2 separate regions of the Danio rerio genome follow, and region 1 is linked to region 2. Evidence: chromatin contacts called from public Micro-C data. All regions are on one chromosome and are shown on one strand. Each heading gives the region's core, a stretch centred on a gene start, on an enhancer-like site or on the middle of the called end of the contact. The rest is flanking DNA. Distances are from core to core; before and after follow the strand shown. Region 1 holds the start of ulk2 (unc-51 like autophagy activating kinase 2). Region 2 overlaps tpst1 (tyrosylprotein sulfotransferase 1).

Region 1 (7,465 bases), core at 2,816-5,315, 150 kb before region 2:
CAAATCCATGAATAGAACAATGCTTTTCATCTAAATGTAGGTTAATAGGAGATGTTCCTGCAGCACCCAGTGCCATAGCCAAGCGCTGGCAGCATGCAAGAGTGGCTGCGTTCATCTCGCCTCGATGAAAGCAGACTCAGCCAAGCGTGGTAAAGGCAACCCAGAGAAAACGCTTTTGGCTTTTATACTGACCCCATTCAATAGATTAGCACTCAAGGTCTCTGCTTTTAATATCACATCTCATCAAGGAATAAGAGGCTGAAATGCTGAACTTCAAAAAGAAATGAGAGAAATGGCCTGTATATCTCGTGTTAGCGGAATCTTCTGATGTGTCAATCAAGGATCATAAGCATGTGTGATGATACTGTACAGTATATACATAACATGTTTGTAGGATGAAACTAAAATTGGTCTCACTGGTAGTATTGAGTCAGCTGCTTTGGATGAGGCAGGTGATCATAAATATGCATCAGATTACTCCTGCTATAAATAGTCACGGCTTGATGACTGCATACTGTGCATACAGTTGAGCACTTCCACACACACAAGCACAGACAGAGATAGCCATTGTATTGACCGACAGATGCATCCTTAACCATTTCAGAATGTGTCTATGAGTATGTTTGTTTACATGACACCAATAATCCGATTTTATTCTGAATAAGACAATACTCAGATTAAGAATCTACCATGTAAACAGTTATTTTTAATTACCTTAATCCAACTAAAGTCATAACCGAACTAAACAGAAATCGAATTAAGTCATGTTGAGTATGCAGACTTTAGTCACATTTTAAGTGCAGTGCAGATATTTAAACACTGCAATCAAACTATTACTGTTATGTAGGATTTTCACAGCATTTTGCGACAGGACAGTCTACAGATAAACGGCTGTTTGACACAATTCTCTGCACATACCCAGTCAGGGAAGGACCACAGATACCTGCAAGGCTTTTTTTCCTAAATGGTGTGCGATATCAAATTCCTTTAAAACTAGACTCCAGCAGTTCATACTCTCATCCAATATCTCGTTTGACAAAGGGGCATGCATGAAATGTTCCTGAATGACAGTGAAAGTGCCAAACTTCAGTTAAAGTTGACAAATTAAAAATGACATGAAACTCCGAAGGAAATGTGGATAGCGTTGTGATGCAATAGCGCTAATCGAATTATGTGCTATAACATGCAAAACGGGATCATGAAAGAACATTCAAAAAGCATCTCGCGTAAACACCTTAATCATATTATTGTCTTAATCAGATTAAGGCAAATAATTTGATCACTGATAACCATGTAAACAGTCTAGCATTAGCATTTTGATCTGATTAGATTTGAACAAAACTGGAAGAGCTTTTCCCACAAAATCTGAGTCATTTGAATCCTGATTTTTCTGTTATCTAGTAAACCTGAATGCTGTAAATGATAAAGATTTTTCTGCTTCTGCCTATTTTCTGTTTTTGCTCAGTCATTTTTCTTTTTTGTATTTTTATTATTATTTATTACTTTATCACAATGATTTGAAACTTGGCAATGTTTTTGGAATCTATCACATGAACATTAGAAAAAATATGTACATTAATATATTGTATGTGTAAATATAGTCATGCTTTTGTTGTTTGCAATCAGTCTGCATTGAAAATTTATTTCAACCAGAGGACATGTTGGGTACTGTGCCCAAAAAAACACTGAAAACACATTTAAGTTTTTTTTTTTTTTTACCTGTGATTTAAAACACATATTGTTTAGATTTATGGCTTTGAATGTCATGCAGATTTAGAGTTTGACATATATTGTACAATAAGTATTGCATATTACATCACCATTTCATGCAATTTGCCAAAAAAAATAAGCTTGAACTTTTTCAATCCGTTGTCCAACACATTATATATTTATCACAGCAGAAGTTGGACATTATATTTTAGATCTAAGCAAGAAAATATTTTATAAATGGCTCATAACTACTGCATAAATATAATTTAGTGCAATTGCAATATAACAGTCATGTCTGGTGATGCTTTCAAAACATTGGATGCAACTATAGTTACTATAAGGTAATTAACATATAATGTTAAAACAGTAGCTGTGATGCTAAAACTATGTCTTTAAATCAGTCAGTGTGTTTTGTGTATGCAAGTCAATATAAAAATAAACCACAAAAATAAGAGCAAAATGTGTCAAAACATCTCAATGCATTAAGTATTTCTACATGTGTACATTGGGTACTATGCACAATAAAAAAAAAAATACTAAAAACTCGTTTTATTTTATTTTCTGTTTTACCTGTGATTAAAAACACATTTTGTTTAGTTTTATGGCTTTGATTGTCATACAGATTTTGAGTTTAACATATATTGTACAATGAATATTGCATATTAAATCTGAAAACAGTATTTCATGCAATTTGCAATGCATAAAAATAAACTTCCAAGATTTATGACAGCAGAAGTTGTACATTATATTTCAGATATATCCAAGAAAACGTGTTATAAATGGATTATAACCGCTGCACACATATAATTAAGTGGCATAAAGTCCCATTATAAAAATGATCAACGAAATATATTCATTTCATTTCAATACAACAGTCATGTCTGGCGATGCTTTCAAAACACTGGATGCAACAACAGTTAAAATATGGTAAACAAACATATAACGCTAAAACAGCTTTAGTCCTGATGCAAAAATAAGAGCAAAATGTGCGTCCCTCCGCCCAAAGTAGACCGGTCAGTCGTATTGACGTCAGACAGCTTATTCACGCAGGCTGTTTTATGAATGAATGACTCCAGCAGTATGTGACCTATTCAAGCACACGTTACATAAAAAACAACCCACGGTTTATAATCACTGCGATGAGCACGACATCTCACACAAGACGACGTGCAAAAAACGCAATGCATAAATTAAACAAATCTATATTCATCCCTATTAAATTAAATTACATCAATGTAATTAATATGACATTTATACCCATGGGGATTCAACGAGCATGGCCCAGACTTGCTGTGAATATAAGACGAGTGCTTATTTACCTTTTTATGTCTTCCCTTGAAGACGACCGCAAAGGCTCCGTGTCCGATGAGGTCTTTTCGGCTGTATTCAAAATCTCCCACCGTCTCCATATTTTTGGCAGGTGTCCGGTGATGATACACAACAGCTTGAGATGGAGAGGCTGCTATAGGGACAAGTTCCTCAAACTCTCTGTAATCCTGGCGACAGTCTGTTCAAGAACACTGTCATCCCCAAATTATCAATGCTAGAGACTATATAGTATACTTGAGAGTTTATTTATAACCGTCTGGCTGACAATCAAGAATCAAAACAAAGCTAAGTGTGAAGTTTAAGTGACTAACGTTAGATGCTAGATGCGCATAACTATTTTCGTTGTCGCTCTCTGACTCCAGTTAACAAGGCATTTCGCAAAATAGCTTGATGAAATAGCTATTAATCCAACTAAGATGTATAGTTTCCGAGCTACATGTTGTCAGTTCAGTTTAAAAGGAAAGAAAGAGGTTGCAAACGCCCTCACTCTCGTGCTGTAACAGTGCCTCGTTAAGTCAATAACTGCGCGGCGGGTCACTGAGTTGCCCATCGCGAGCTGGCTACAATGACAGCCAGCAAGCGACAATACAGCAATGTTTATAATGACAACACAGCAGGTAACGTTAAATCTCAATAAATAATGTCTAGAAGTGCTCCCACATCTATTTTACACAGTCAAAACGCGTCGCTAAAATTCTAGCAGGTTAGTTTACAAAACAAGCGATCCAGAGCACCGTTCCCCGATGCGTTTAATGTAATAGTCATCTGTCCATCTGCAAAAATAAGATTATCTCCTTCAGATCCATATGAGTGCTGGGTAACAATACACCATTTCTTCAGTTCACCCGTCTGTCCTGCTTTCGATATCGAGGGACAATGCAGAAAAACATCAGTGCTTCGCTTTTAACAAAAGCGTAAAAAAGACGTTAAAAGCACGATCCGTTATGTGAACGGAGTTTATCGTTTTATCTTCTGTTCGTTCGGAGAGGAATTTGATCTTGATCGCACAGTTGCAGCATTACAATGACAGAAGAGCTCTCCTCTCGCAGGAGAACGAGACCATCATATCGTGTTCCTCCGCGCACACGAGTGCGACGCCCTCCGCCGTGAAAAATAGGTCTCAGGCTTGCAAAACAAAGCCTGGCTAAGGGCTGCACGAAATCCGAGTATATACACGTGAGAAGAACATCTCTAGGACGTAGTGCAAACGTGAAATGTGTACGTTAAAAAGTCAGTATATAGTTTTAAAGAGAGATCAAGACTGTAGTTGAATATTTTAAAGAAATGAACGAATAAGATAAAACAATACATGGACTTTAAACGTTCATAATGCTGAACAAATACACAAAGTGATGATAATCACACTATGATAGACTATAATGCTAATTTATCTTTAACAGTACAAAAACATATCTGACAGGTCATAGTGCTCCCCCTGTCGGCGACTCTTGTTACGAACATTAAAAAAAACAATGTTGTTTACAATTTGACAACGAAGAGCATCCTCTGCTGGCAAAACACTCACTACAACAAAAAGAGTTTTTTTTTTTTTGCATAAAACATTCTAAACATTTCTACATGCTTAAAACCTGAAAAATATATGAAGTTTGAGTTCAGATGCAAAAACCTCAGATGCAAAAACCTCTAAGTGCCATTTGAAATTTTCCTCTAAAATGAGCATTTTTCCGAGACTCCTATATTTATGTTGACTAATTTCACATTATGGGCAATGAAAATAACATATTAATTGACATAAAAGGGAAATTACTCAACTAAATAGTAGTCTGAGAAGAAGAAGAATTTTAGGTGAAATTTTCAGGAGGCACTTAAAGATTTTTTGCATCTAACTCTTCGTATGTAAATGTGGTATACAATTAATTTAGTTTTTCTTTGAATTAAGTTCTTACTCCATTGACATTTTTCCTTTGTTTAGCATGATAATAACTATTTGTATTCAAGTGTCAGATTACAACACTCTAAAAAATGCAGTTTTTCAACCCCAAATTTGGTTAAAATATTGACAAACGCAGTTGCTGAGTCTACGATTAGTTTTTTGGATTAAATATTTGGGCTTGAAAAAAAAGGCATTTCTGTGTGGAGTTTGAATGTTCTCCCCTTGTTCATGTGGCTTTCCTCCGGGTGCTCCAGTTTCCCCATTTATAGTCCAAAGACTTGAATACATGCACTATAGGTGACTTGAAAAAACTAAACTGCAGTGTAATAGGTGTGAATGAGATGGGTGTTTCCCAGTACTGGGTTGCAGCTGGAAGGCTATCCGCTGCGTAAAAACATATGCTGGATAGGTTGGCGGTTCATTCCGCTGTGGTGACCCATGATTAATAAAGGGAATAAGCCGAAAGAATATGAAAATTAATATTTTACTTAAAAATTTAAAACAATATTTTGTGCACTTTTTATAAAAATTTGTTAAAAGGTTGTAAATGGATTTTAAGCATGAATTAATTAATATAATGAATGAATGAAGCATGAATGAATATAACTTACTATAACAAAATCATCAAATTAAAAAACATTACATATAGAAAAAATGTACACTCATTTTGATTCAATTGATAATAGACATATCAGTGGTGGTAAAAAGCTGATGCATTTACATGTAATTTATGCATATGTGTGTGAACGTAACATTCTGTAGTGCATTTAGTTTTTGTTTAAAGACATTTCGGTCATCATGCAGTAAACATTCTGTCATCTTCTCATCAGTAAACAGTCTCTGGGTCAGTGCGTGTAAAGATCTTAAACACTTTTAATGCTTCCTAGCAGTTTGTTGCATTTATAAATCACCCATGTCTGGAAGTTTAGTATGATGTGATTTACTTTTGATTTGATTGGACAAGAATCACAGGGCTGATTTTTCTAATCCCCATAGACAGGAAAAAATAAAGCAGTGGCTAGATTGAAGAAAAGTAGTGGAGTAAAAGTACGATACAGCACTAAAAATGTACTCAAGGGAAAGTAGAAGTACACTTTTTAAAAACTACTTAGTAAAGTACAATTTCAGAGAAAACTACTCAATTACAGTAGTTTAAATGTTTGTAATTTGTTAGTAAAACCACTGGCCATAATTGATTTTTTATACTGGAAAACAAGACAAAAATACTTAGTATAAAAAAATGTTTGCACTGCATCGTCTATCATGCATTGTAAGTTTTGACTGCAAATTTTGATAGAAGAACAATGGTGTGAAACATGTTTCAATACACATGACTGCTGTAATCACCAAAACATCACATGCTGGGGGAACACGTCTCTGTCTCAACATGCATTTCACATGCGACTTGTCCATATGAAGGGCCACGTGAGACATCAAACTAAAAGATTTATGGGGCTGAGACTGCAGACAGAGAGGAGAGATGAGACCTTCTCCAGTGTCACACTAGGGTCACATTTAGGCCCAGCCCACAAAAACACTGCTTTTCAAAACCACAGTTGTTTGGCCATTTATTCATTCACAATCAGTTCACAGAAAACCAAATATTTTTAGGTTAAACAGTCATTAAAACTTGTACAATAAAACTAAAATAACAAATGTTAATTGAAAAAATAATTAATTAAAAATATATTACAATTTAATTAAAATGTTATTACTCTATAGACACATTCAGAAAAATAACAATAAAAAAAGACATTCTAAATAAAAAAAATACTTAATAAAAAGTACAATAGTTATTTAATGAGAAAAAAAGCTGCTACTAGATACAATAAAATGTATTATTATTCAATCTCTTTCTATTATTCATTCTATTATCTTTTAATTGCTTTATTAAGCTGGGGTTGCCACTGCAGAATGAACCGCCAACTTATCCAGCATGTTTTACACAGCGGATGCCCATCACTGGGAAACATCCATACACACTCATTCACATACACTACGGACAATTTTAGCTTACCCAGTTCACCTGTTCACGTCTTTCAAATTGTGAGGGAAACAAGCACTTGGAGGAAACCCACGCCAACACAGGGAGAACATGCAAACTCCACACAGAAACATCAACTGACCCAGCTTATAATTATTATTATTATTATTAATTATAATATTTTCCCTGACCATGAGGCCAGAATAACAGAGGATCATATCAAATATATTCATAGAAACTTGTGAACATCACACTGATAAACATTGACCGCATTGACCCAACTGTTCTTGTAAGAGACTACATGTAACAGATCAACAGTAGATGGCGCTGTAATGGTGTGCAGCGTCTGAAATAAGACAAAAAAAAAATAAGAGGAAGAGTGACGAAAGAAAAGTAAGTTACTCCATCACAGAAGGTGGCGATATGCACCTTTAAAGTTGGTTCGCTACTCGCCATAAAACCACGAAGAAGAAGAAGAAGAAAAGTAAGTAGAATGGCAACCTGCTATAGTCACAAGGAGGCGAGAGAGTAAGAAATATATTAATGTT
Region 2 (6,615 bases), core at 1,985-4,484:
ATGTGCAAGACTACACTGATTACAAAATCTCAAGTCATACATAAAGCAGTTGAGTTGAAGTTGCTGGTTGCAGTTGTCTGTTAAGATTTATTTTAAAGTCAAGTATTTGGGATTCAGATTACAGGGATCATGTGGTATTTAATATTCACGTAAAATAACAGGCTCTTAAGATTCCTTTATGTATTAAATAGATTAGACTGATAGTGTAGTTTTTTTCCTGATTCACTAAAAGTAACTGGTTCCTAAGAGTCATCTATTTGTGAATCAGACTACAATGTCTGTTTTTGAATCACTAAAATAGCTTATTTGTGAGAGTCATTTGTCACACTGATTATGCAGTTCGTTTTTGGTTCATCAAAAGCAACTGCTTCATAAGATTTATTTGTTCGTGAATCAGATTACACTTTGCTGTTTGTTTTTTATTACTTTAAAATAAGTTAATGTTAATCAGACTACAGTCGTACAGTATAATACAAAACATTTTTCATTAATAAGACTACATACAGAAGGTTGTGCTTTGTTATTTGATTCCTTAAGAATAACTGATTCACTAAACATTAGATTATTTATTATTAATTCTACTGTGATTATGTGGTATGTATTTTTTTTTTTTTGATTAGCCTAATTTATTATTGGACTACACTGATCATGTAAAGAAAAAGTTAATTAACAGTTTCCATATATATTTACGGTTGTGAATTGCATTATGGGAGTTTTATCTCTGCTCTGTCTGCTTAAGCTGATTTATACTTCTGCGTTAATTACACACATATGGTGCGGCACGGTTTGCACGGTTGCATAGCACTCGCCATGGCTGATGCCAATGCTGATGCTCACCTCTAAAAAAGCTCTGTGATTGGTTGGCTTGGTATTGGTGACAAGTGTGAGCGGTGCTGAGAGCCACGAGCCCAATGGAGCGAGTGTTTACAAGTGTCGAGTCCCATGAAGGAGCTTCAGATGGAAACTTTTGTGTTTTGTGTTTACCCTATGATTAAAGTTGTTGCTCGTCTGTCGGTTCCCACCTCTGAATGAGGGAGTTTTACCTAATTGTACAATAAGGTAGGGTTCAGAAAAAAACAAAACACCCATGAAGAAACTCAACACAGAGGAACATAAAATAACCTACTGCCAGCTTGCGTGTCGGAAATGTTGTTGCAAAGCAACACAAACAGCATTCAGATGTATAAATGCAATGGTTCACGCAAGGCAGGTGCCATGGGTCACGGCAATCACTCGACGCAGAAGTATAACTTAGCCTTAGATGTTGAAAATCAACTCTACACTTTTGTAGAGTTATGACACTGAATTTTATTGACATTTTAGTTGTTTGAAATGATATAATATATAAGTAGTAATATAAATAAATCTGTAAAAAAAATTGTACTGGCAAAGTTTTTGTACTGTAATTTACAGCTCCAAACCACACAATATATCACTTTAAACTATTAAAAATGTTAATAAAATTCACTTTTTCAAACTTTTCAAGGTTTAAAGTTGCTGGAAGAAAGATCAAGGCCCCATAATGCAATTTAAAAGAACAAATGAATGGAAATATTAAAACATGAATCACAAAATTATGAAAAACTGCTTTTGCTTCATTTATAAGTCATGAACCAGACTATACTGTTTCACAAGAATGATTTGTTAGAGTCACATTCATATGAATCAGACTCTTTTCTGTCTTTTTTTCATGAACACTCGGCATTTAGTATGAATATGTTAATGGAAATGTTGATGGTCTTGGTCTTGGTGGTATAGATCTGTTACGCTTCTTCTGCTTTGATTATTATGGCAGAGCAAGTATCAATACCTTCTTCTGCTAGTTTATACAAAGACATCTTATCTGAGAATATAACACACTGCTACTGCAAACATTATATATATAAATAATATAGAAATAACCCCTATATTAGCAGATCTTAACACAGGTGGAGCTGGGGTGAAGGAGGGTCTTCAATAGTATGCCGCAGCTTAAACGCTGTAGAATGACACAGAGCTTGTAAGCTGATGAGGAGCAAGCTCATTGGCTGCCGAGGTGACAGCAACCAATCTCCTGCGCCATGTAGTTAATGACGCAGGAGCAGATTAGGTGACCTCTCAGTAGAGTTTTATGCCAGAAATTTCACATACTGTAGGATTAAATTCTGTCCATCTGTAATTACAATTCGATTGATCTGATTTTATGTGTGAGGAAAGGCAGTTCAGCACTGATCATCTTTTAAGAGCTCTGCCTCTCCTGAATGTAGTTTTTGGCTCCATCACAAGTGAAATGTTTCTAGGAAATAGAGCTCCTGTGACCGACAGCACTGAAGTGAAGAGCGCAAGCTTCAGATTTCTGACAGTCTAGACCTTCCACAGCGGAAAAGTCTTTTGAACAATCGCTCCATGGCCAAGTTGTCTGGCATTTGCGCTCAGGTCAGCGCTTCTTTCCTGTGGCACACACAGATATTCACTCCTCATTTGCTAAACTCAGAGAGGCAGGAAATGAGATCAGCTGGATGTGTCTTAATTGAAGACTGTGGTGCTTCTGATTCCAGCTTTCGTTCTGACTGGCTTTTTTCATTCACTCTTTCTTTCATCCCAGTATAGAGCTTGTGAAGTTTGTGTAGTTAGACACCCTGGGAATTGACACACAATATCCTCCTCCAGTGGCTCACATAAGAGGACTCTGTTATCCGTTCAACAGCAGACTTTTCATTTGCCCATTACGGCCTTCTGGAGGCATATAAAACCTGTTTGTATTGATGCCGATGAGAGGGATGTTTTTCCAACAAGCAAGCGGATACACAAAAAAAGTGTCGAATTTGAGGACTGAACTGTGAAAGATGGTGTTTATATACTGTAGCCTCTAAAATGAGCTCTCTGTTTTTCCAGGTCTTTAGGGGTGAATTTCAGCTACCTGATTTTCTTAAAGAACAGACACAGGTATGGTAGATATTCTGCCTGTCCCTATAAGCTCTTCATTAATGGCTTTGTCTTTATTTTGTTCTTCCTTTTTTCGTCTCATCTATAGCCAAAATAAAATGGTAGCAATTTGAGATCTCCATCTGCTTGCTCTCACTCTGATTTTATTGCTGTTCACGTCATTTCTGATCGTAACACTGGTTAATTGATCAGGTGTCCTGCGGTTTTCTCCTCTGATCTCATGTTTTCAATTCCCGATCTAATCACTGTATATGTAGATCTGTGGCCTCATTTTCCACTCGCAATAGTCGCAGTGTGTTCTGCTGGTTAGAAGGTGTGTAGCGCCCCCTTCTGGAAAGATCATGTAGATGCTTTTAATGATTCTTTTTTTTTTCTTTTTTCTTTTTAAAGCTCAAAATAATCTGAAATAAACATAAATAAGGCGGAACACACCGGATTTCATGTTGAAAGTGGTTGGAAACACAATAATAATAACCTTTATACTGTGAAAATATTTTACTGTCACTATTTTAGTCATTTCATTTAGTTCTAAAAGAGTTTACTAAGGTAAGAGGATCATTTTTTGGTCATCTAAAATTAATTAAATGGTGTTGCTGAGACATTTTAAGGGATTTTTCATAAAGGAATTAAATTACCTTGATCTCCAAACTGGTGTTTTTTTCCCATTCTTCTGTTGAACACAAAAGAAGATATCTTGACGAATGTTGGCAACCATTGATTGCAATTGACTCCCATAGTATTTCCTCCATTATGCTATGCTTTGTACTTACTGCTTCAGTCACTGCTTACTAACATTGTTCAGGATATCTTTTTTTGTAGCCAACAGACTGAAGAAGCTCTTAAGAGAAATAGAGGTTAAATAAACACAAACAAGACTTCATTGGTATTATTTAGGGCTGCATGATAATGAAAAAAATCAGACATAACAATGTTGTATTTTACTTCAATATATATATATAGCGATATTAGTACTATTTCTGCAGATTATTTGAAAAGCTCTATTTGAAATGAAAACATCAATTTAGATTGACTGAACTAATTAGACTGATGTCTAATCTGGTGTAGTAGTGAATCAAACAAATTCGCAAGCATAAATAAACAAGATGGAGCAGTTTTCCGAAGAATCAAGCAGTAGTCAAATATTCAGGTACAGCAACTGAACTAGGCATGGGCTGGTATAAGATTCTGACGGTATGATAACCTTAGATAAAAATATCATGGTTTCACGCGTTTGCCTAATTGTTATTACTGCTCTAAAATATATTCTTTTTAATTGTCTGGGTAAAAATAAAAAAACTTTTTTCCCTTTAAACACAATATATTTTACTTTGAGAAACATTTAAAACATTTTGGAGCAGTAAACATGTCAGGCTAAATAATTCAAATGAATCATTGACTTCTGCTCTCTTCATTAGTTTCAAAAACACAATTATTATTTTTTTTTATAATTTAAATGACAACTTTGGATATCTTTTCTGCTAGAGACACTGTTGTCCTAAAAATAACAACAACAACAACAAAGTAAATAAAAGGTTGTACACATTTGAACGGTAAGAAAATGACAGAAAACAAAATCAGAAAATGTTGGTGGGTTTAAAACCTTGACTTTTCCAAACCATGGTATACTTTAAAAACAGATATCGACCCATGCCTAAATTGAACAATCACATGTAATGTAAAATAACACTGTAGAGTCTTTATCACTGAACAACTATAATCCCAACTCAACATTACAGATCCTGGGATGGAAATGTTGTGAATGCACACATTGGGATACCAATGCTGAAACAATATATTGTGCAGTCCTAGTTTCATGTCCTAGTATCAATGTTTCTATGAAAAACCTTTAAAATCTGAACAACATTTTAAATCCACAGAATGCTTTTATTGTGGAAAATGGTTCTTTAGATTATGAAATTGTTTGGTTCTTTGTCAAACCGTTGACTGAGCGGTTCTTTAAGGAATCCAGAATTGTCCTTCTGTGGCTTCGCTGACACTGGGAAAACTTGGTTTATTCATATTTTCACATTTTTAGAGTGTAAACGGGAATTGGAAAGTATTTTGTGAACTAACAATGAATGCTTGACAGCCACTGAAAAGGGTTTATTTGCACTTTATACAGCATTGTGTGCTGGACACATGTGTAACAGATGTTTCTTTTATCACAGCTTCAGAAGTCTCCAGAAAAGCCAAACCCAAGTTAAGAGAAGAGGACGAGGGCTTTATCAGTAGAAGTGAGTTTTTATCATATTTGCTAGAAGACTTTGCTTCCCTTTTTTCTACCACAGATAAAGTGATTTGAATTAACTTGCATACTGCAATTGATAGAACATGGGATGTTCTAAGAAAAGCATGAAAAATTGCTTTCAGCAATATTATTATAATGTGGTGATAATATTAGATATTATTATTATTATGGTTTTATCAATAATACTGTGTATACATATGTATTATACGTTATCATTGTTATGACAAGCAATTAAACACACCCATATGTACAATGATAACTTTAACAGCAATTAGCAACAATGCTCCTGATCATATTTAAGCATTTTACATATTTTTTAAATTAGTAATTTATATATACATTAACATATATGATATAAAAAATATTATATTACATGGTGCTAAATATATATTAGCCCTTCTATGAAATTTTAATGCATTTAAAATATTTCCCAAGAGCTGTTTAATGAGCGCAGTTCAAAATAAAATAGTCTTAATAAGTAACTTCTAATAACTCATTTCTTTTGTCTTTGCCATGATGACAATATTGTAATAATAGTTATTTTGCGAAATACTAGTATTGAGCTTAAAGTGCAATTTAAAGTAAATTAACTATGTTAATTAGGTTAACTAGGCAAGTTAAGGTAATTAGTCATTGGAAAACAGTGTTTTGTTCTATAGCCAATAGAACTTTTTTTTAAGATGGTATGGGAATATAAATTTAAATAATCTAGTTTCAAATAAACAGTGATATACTAAATATGAGTAGCTGTGCGATATGCCTGTATATCGGCACTGGTAAGAGGGCGTGTGTTTGCACGAGGCCACAGTACCACCAGTGACGATATACAGCTATATCACTCTGCTACGAGTGGGATTTTGTGTTTATACAAGAGTCCGATGGCATAAACATGTATATGAAAAAGAAAATCAAACCTTTTTGTATCAGGAACTACTTTCTTCCACCATTCATTCAAATCTGCAGCTGGCAGTCAAAACAGCGCCATCACTCATACACTAACGTCACTTTAGAGCTAGTATTTGAAAGATTCTCTAGAATAATATCCAAAGTGATGACAAAACAGGTGATGTTTGCTCACATTTTAAGATTATTAGGCTGAACATGATGTAATGCCACCAGTCTATACAGAGATATCCCAGTATTTCTCTTTTAGGAGGTCACAATAATTAACAAGGGAAAGCAAACACTGGCAGATTACTGTGGCATAAATGCAGCACTACAAAAAACTGGAGTTTTTCTCCCTGAAGGATTATTATGTGGTCTCTGTTGCCAGCTTTTTGCACAATCATCTTTGCTCTGCTCAGTATGACCACTGTCGTGGTCGCTATGGTCACTGATATCCGAAATTATAAATATTTAAAATAGGCACTATCCTTATAAATAAACTGCATAGTTGCAATCTTACAACAACATTTGTGCCTAAAAAAGCCTCAAAAGCACAT

Evidence for each region. Hi-C and Micro-C count contacts between places; a contact is called where the count stands out from the background.
Region 1: a contact with region 2 is called in a Micro-C map of caudal fin, with 6 times the contacts expected there. The contact joins the promoter of ulk2 here to the enhancer-like site in region 2. A contact is called at or near these places in 4 of 18 Hi-C or Micro-C datasets (caudal fin, embryo, hematopoietic stem cells and 1 more) and 2 of 4 datasets of contacts at active chromatin or transcription factors (caudal fin and embryo).

Annotation. Positions count from the first base shown.
Region 1 is chr15:23,307,520-23,314,984 of GRCz12tu, reverse strand. ulk2 (unc-51 like autophagy activating kinase 2) reads right to left here and starts at 4,065. Exons shown (of 27, transcript XM_002664615.7): 1 at 3,030-4,065. The coding sequence starts at 3,119. It also overlaps a transcript of aldh3a2a not described here.
Region 2 is chr15:23,160,115-23,166,729 of GRCz12tu, reverse strand. It overlaps tpst1 (tyrosylprotein sulfotransferase 1), which reads left to right. Exons shown (of 5, transcript NM_131403.1): 4 at 5,094-5,159. The coding sequence ends at 5,129. Among named protein-coding and RNA genes, the nearest start is that of tpst1, 77 kb to the left of the region's middle. Within about 2 kb of position 3,234, at least 15 of the 62 cell types and tissues checked have an H3K27ac peak or open chromatin away from gene starts, as enhancers often do. A contact at or near this core is called in caudal fin, where this site is marked.